Linked DNA regions of Gossypium hirsutum: region 1 is linked to region 2. A link is a contact called in public Hi-C data. All regions are on one chromosome and are shown on one strand. Each heading gives the region's core, a stretch centred on a gene start, on an enhancer-like site or on the middle of the called end of the contact. The rest is flanking DNA. Distances are from core to core; before and after follow the strand shown. Region 1 overlaps LOC107925366. Region 2 holds the start of LOC107943041 (protein LIKE COV 2).

What was found. Hi-C and Micro-C count contacts between places; a contact is called where the count stands out from the background.
Region 1: a contact with region 2 is called in a Hi-C map of leaf, with 2.5 times the contacts expected there. The contact joins the enhancer-like site here to the promoter of LOC107943041 in region 2. A contact is called at or near these places in 2 of 34 Hi-C or Micro-C datasets (callus and leaf).

Annotation. Positions count from the first base shown.
Region 1 is chrA12:59,942,915-59,945,700 of Gossypium_hirsutum_v2.1, forward strand. It overlaps LOC107925366, which reads right to left. Exons shown (of 26, transcript XM_016856031.2): 26 at 1,763-2,786. The coding sequence ends at 2,266. Among protein-coding and RNA genes, the nearest start is that of LOC107925366, 29 kb to the right of the region's middle. Within about 2 kb of position 1,422, at least 5 of the 9 cell types and tissues checked have an H3K27ac peak or open chromatin away from gene starts, as enhancers often do. A contact at or near this core is called in leaf, where this site is marked.
Region 2 is chrA12:59,069,546-59,072,535 of Gossypium_hirsutum_v2.1, forward strand. It overlaps LOC107943041 (protein LIKE COV 2), which reads right to left and starts at 1,393. Exons shown (of 7, transcript XM_016876767.2): 1 at 1,202-1,393; 2 at 226-278; 3 at 16-125. The coding sequence starts at 1,387.

The sequences.
Region 1 (2,786 bases), core at 172-2,671, 870 kb after region 2:
ACCCCCGGACATGTAAAACACATGTACGAATCTACTCGCTTGCAAGTGGCCATGAATTTCAAGAATCGCACACTTTCCCATATTAAGGATGAAGCCCTCCAAAACACGACCACTCGTCTATTTACATACAAAAAAAATAATTATAATAAAAGTTTAAATTTAACATTATTGAAATTAACAAATTTTAAATTTCGGTCTTTCCATTACTAATTGGGCGGCGAAAATATGCTTCTTGTCGAAGCGCATTAGGGAGGCAACTATCCGTGAGAAATCAATTTAAAAGAATAAAAATGAGATAATTAAAAAAATAATATTTTTAAATAAAAATATAAAAAAATTATTAAAAACGAGAGAGTTGAGAGGGTTTGAGAGAATTTGAGAGAATTGAGAGAGCTGAGATAATGATGTGAATGAAAAAATGAAATTTGATGGATGTATATAGGATAAAGAAAAAAAAAAGGTTACCGTTAGGGGTTTTAATTTTTTTTACCGTTGGCGACAACATTACGCTTTTCAGCAAAACTGGCCTATATCCCTAATTAAATTTAAAACTAGCCCAAAACCTTAATTTAAACAAATGGCATTTACGCCTTATTTTTCTTTAAATAATAGTATAAATAAAAATAATATATCTAATTAATTTTTTTCCTAATTATAACAATCTTTTATTTAAATTTATTGCACTATTGGTTCCACTTCATAGTAGAGATGTTGCAACCCCAAAAATCCCTCACCAAAACACAGTTGGGTCAAAGCTAACCAGCTCGAGAAAACTTTTTTAAACATTTCAGAAATAAAAAAATATTTTTATTTTAGTATTGGTTTTTGAAATTCAATACACCCTATTATCCTTTCATCTTCCCTTGATTGAAACTGTTGATATTAAGAAGTGACATGGAGGAGATTGTGATGAAATTCACCCTGTTGGGCAGTGAGGTAGAGATTTTTTGGAAGCAAAGGAGAGAGAGAGGGGTAAACATGGCCCTTCTTGTGAGAGAGGGTTTATATTAGTTTATGGGACACGATAGAATCAAAAAAATTATTTTGGGACACGTGGCAGCCTTGATTTGCTAATTAAATATGTCTATAGTCCTGGTTAGGTGGGCTTGTGTGTTCCTCAGGTTTTGGTGGTACGATATGTGTTGTAATGGTGGAAATGATCCTATGATGGGAAATAGTCATATGTAACAAAAAACCTATAAACCAACTATAATTGTTCTTTAAAAGAAATATCTTAATTGGTCACAACACAACTTGTTAAAAAAAGAAAACCAGGAAGAAGCATTCAACACTAATTTGTCTCCCACATTCTTAAATTGAGCTTGTTTAAAGGTTTGTGAATTAGGCCTATAAAGCCGTTTCATAGATTGTTAAAAGCATCATGAATTGAATGTTTATGAGCCCAAATTGAGCAGGAAATGGGAGGCCTTTCCTCATCTAAGATATCTCCTAATTCAATTGGTTACCCAACCCACTGGACTACCCTACGCAACACCTACTATGAAAGTCAAAAAGAAAAAACATAGCAAGCAAAGACGAGGAAATTGAAAAAGGAGCGAACACTAATTTATTAATGATATGTTTTTTTTCCAGGGGGCATGATTTAATGGGTGGAACTTGCTATACTTTATTACTCAAAATGGGTCAAAAAATTAAATATTAAATTAGAAAACAAATATACTTCAACAAACATGAATCAAACCAATTTTAAATTGGATCTGTAGAACCTCTGAGAATGTTATTTTGATGGAAAGCAAAAGGATTTGGCAAAAAACTATAATATTTCAAAAAGAATGAACAAACTATACATCTCTTAGTCTTACAGGAATGGTTATATGGACCCTAAAATATTCATCCATTGCCAATGGCATCTCCAACCTGCTGTAATTTCTTGCTAATTCGAAACAAGATAATTCTCCGAAATAGAAAAAAAAATGGAATATATGAAACAAAGCATTATACAACATTTTGATTGCAATGCAACCCCTAATCTAAATTTCTTAAAAAAACTATACTCTTTCCATCTTTTCTTTTTCCACCTCCTAGCTCTGAGCTTGTCCGATCATGTTAATATAATATAAAGAACTCCTCAAGCTCCAGCAGCTCTTCGACAACTTCCATATCTTACCGATATCACATGTTCTTCGATAAAGATCGTAAGCGGCAATACCAGGAAACTGTCGTCAGTTCAATGAGTATCACTGTGCTATCAATCATTATGGCCCTTAGCCATCAGAATAACTTCAAGAGGATCAAAAATCTGTCTCACATTAGTGGGAGATAAGCCCCACCATGCCCTTTCCTCAAGACAAGTGGTGCTGCAGTATCAGGAACCCAATCCAAGGCCTTCATGCAGGCATCCACCACATCAGCAAACCCAGTAGCTGAAGTAGCCAGTTGCAATCGTAGCCGCAGATCCCTAGTCCTCTTCAGCAAGCATCTAAATGATCTCCCAAGGTATTTGGCCCATTCTGCTGGTAACCCTCCTCCAGTGAGCCAAACCGAGAATTGGGATTGATCACCTCTGGCAGCTACCTCGGCCCTGTAGAATCTTGCCAGTTCGCTAAGCATAGATGGCTGAAGTGGAAGCACAGCCACAAATTCAGCCACAAACTCTTCTGTGAGTTCTGGATTGAGCATCTGATTCCAAAGGACTAGGGCCCATTCTGTCGGCTGATTAAGACCATAGGCTTCTGCAACAATAAGAGCCTCTTGGAATCGAGATTGCTCAACTAGAGCTCGCCTAGCATTGGTTTCAGATAGGTTGAGCCATTTAGAATCCGGAA
Region 2 (2,990 bases), core at 143-2,642:
TACAATTAAACTTACCAAATATGTCAATGCCAAGTCGTTCATATAATGGACTGAAGAAACCGTCAACAAACTGAATAAACCACCAAGTAATGAAAAATGTAACTGCCACAGGAAAAAGGACCACACTGCAATTTTGCATGTCAACATGTTGTTACTTGTTAAGCTTTGAAATATCAAAAGAAATAATGGAAGACTGACATTTGGGGAAATATAAAAGCTTAATACCATCCAGTCATGAACTTCTTTGAGACCCAACTTTGGAGAACAAAACAACAAGCCTGAAGAATAAAACACAAATGCTCAGACTGGAAAATAAAACAGAATGCTTCGATATCAATACAACATATTTATTCTGAAAACTGCTCTCATTGCTTCCACGCTTTCTAAGACTTACATTGAAACTTAAACATAACTGTTCTTTTCAATTTGGGGCAAACATAATTACTTTAAAACCACTCAAGTAGTCAAACTCTGAATCGTTCATAATAATGACTTGAAAATGATTAAATTCCTTGAAAATGGGCACATGAAATTTCCATGAAGCATTTCAACAATAGAAACGCTAATTGGTTTAACCAAGAAATACATAAAGAACAAACCTTATCGTGGAAGCACTCTATCGTACAGGTCATTCAATTTCTTGGTATTTTAGTAAGGAAAAAAAGGGATAATTTAAATGCTAAACCCTAAAAGCAGAAGCATTTATCCTCAACGCTTAAAATCCTTCTAATGCGCGGCTATTAATTAGTTTTTTCCATAAAAAAACGATAGAAAGAATCAACAGGTCATCAAGATTTCCACTTTTAAAACAGGTTGAAGCCAAACCCGAGGACAATCAAAACCAACAGAATTTCTGGATATAATTGGGAGCTCAACCATTTTCATTTTCTTTTTCCCCCCTTAATATGAAGAGTCCAACCAGTTGACACTCAATAAACATAGTGAAGAAAGTTTATGATAAATCTTGGGCGATATTTGACCATTTTCAGTTCCTACATCCCAAATTCGGCAGGGATTTCCCATATCTGCAGTCAAAATTCCGTTACTCGCAAATTATATTTAGTGCAAAGGCTCAATTACAACTACATTTGGACTAAGAAAAATATGAAAGAAGTCCAAGAAGAAAGATGAGGGAGTGGGTGTGGTTAATTGATGGAAGTCAAACCTAAAAGAGGGGGGAAAAAAGAAAGAGAAAATGGACCTTGCGAGTGGAGGAATTGGGGGAGCTAGGCCTAGGAGGAGACTTAGCCGGATCTTCGGGATCGACACCACTATTTTCGGCTTGGCTCAGTGGAATCGACGTTGATTCTTTCTCTTCCGCCATTACTAGCTGGGAAAAATGTCGGGAAGTTAGACGGGAGATTTGATTATTGAGTGTTACATGCATTTAATTTAATTAAGATTTAAAAAATAAAAAAGGCAATATTTACATCATACGCAATGTCATGCTGGGCGTGGGGTTGGTGTCGCCTTAGGGTCACATTTAGTGGTTATATCAAATATGATTAGTCTATTTATTCATTTGGTCCTAAATTTGTCACAGTTTTTTATCTCAACTTAATACTCCAATTTTTTTTTTCTAATTTTTGCAATCCTCCTAAGGTGATTATCTATACTCTTAATTGAATCTCTCATTAGTTTAGTTGGTATTACAAGTCAACTAGACACCAATTTGATTAAAAAAATTACTAAATTATCTTTCCTTTTTGAAATTATAATATTATAAATGTATCTTAGTATTTCTCGTACTAAAAAACCAATAAAAATGTTGAAATTTTCCATGTCCCCAACATCTAAAACCTTAACTTTACTCCTATACCCAAAGCTTCATTTTGATTATATTTGTACATTTTAATATTATTACACAAAAGTTTGATCGATAATGTCATTAATTGAGTTTGTGGCACAAGCCAACTCAATATTGAATTTTTTATAATTATTTTTTTCTTTTATTATTTTTTCTTTGACCAACATGATAACATTTTGACGTGTTAAAGAAAAATGTTAATGTAACACCCCCGCCTGACTTCCGTCGAATTCGAGTATGGAGTGTCACAAATGGACTAAGTTCAACTATCCTTAATATTTATCGGCTTAACTATTATAACACAGACTAAGTAAAACTAATAATAATTCTTACAACCAAGCTCTTAAACCATTGAATGTTTAATCTCTCAATTTCTGTCTCTAATATTGTCTGTTTACAATAAGACCCTTGAAGTTTTTAACTTAGGGTTAACTATTTCAAAATCCAGACTCTGAGGACGTCATTTGGTTACACCATATTTGATCCTGAGGCGAAGCCTCTAATGATACCCACCTCCTTTGTGCATGATCTTGAGACAACAACGGTCCCCATTCTTCACGCTATCTGACTTAGTCCCTTATCGTAGTCCTTGATCATTCCAATCATTCCTATGTAGATAAGAAAATTTTCCATAAGTTCAAGAGAACTTAGTGAGTTCCTTCACTGCACCAAACTAAACCTTGTCACACGAAGGTAACAAATGTAAAAAAAACTAAACATAAATTAATTACCTGCTCACTCAAGGCAAGTGTTCTTTATCAGGGTGGCTAACTCCACCCGATCCTCTTATGATGAATGAATTAGCATGTGTGAATGTAACAGCCCGATTTTGGGCCTAGCTGGAACAGTGGTTTCAGAACCACTATTCTGAGGCTAGAGAAAATTATTTTGATGTTGTTTTATGTGATATAGAATGTTTATGAAGGTGCATAAAAATTTTGGTATATTAATTTTAGCGATTTCTAGTCCAATTTCGAAAAAGGACTAAATCGCATAAAAGGTAAAAGTTGTGTTTTGATGCCTAAAGGTGTTAAATTGCTTGGTATCTTAAATTGGGGGTCTTTAAAGTGAAATTTGACCATTGAAAGTGTCATGGCCGGCCAAGGGAGACAAATTGGTCAAAAAGCCAAAATTGTGGCTTTTAGGTGACTAAATTAACTAAAAATAGAATAAAATAAAGAAA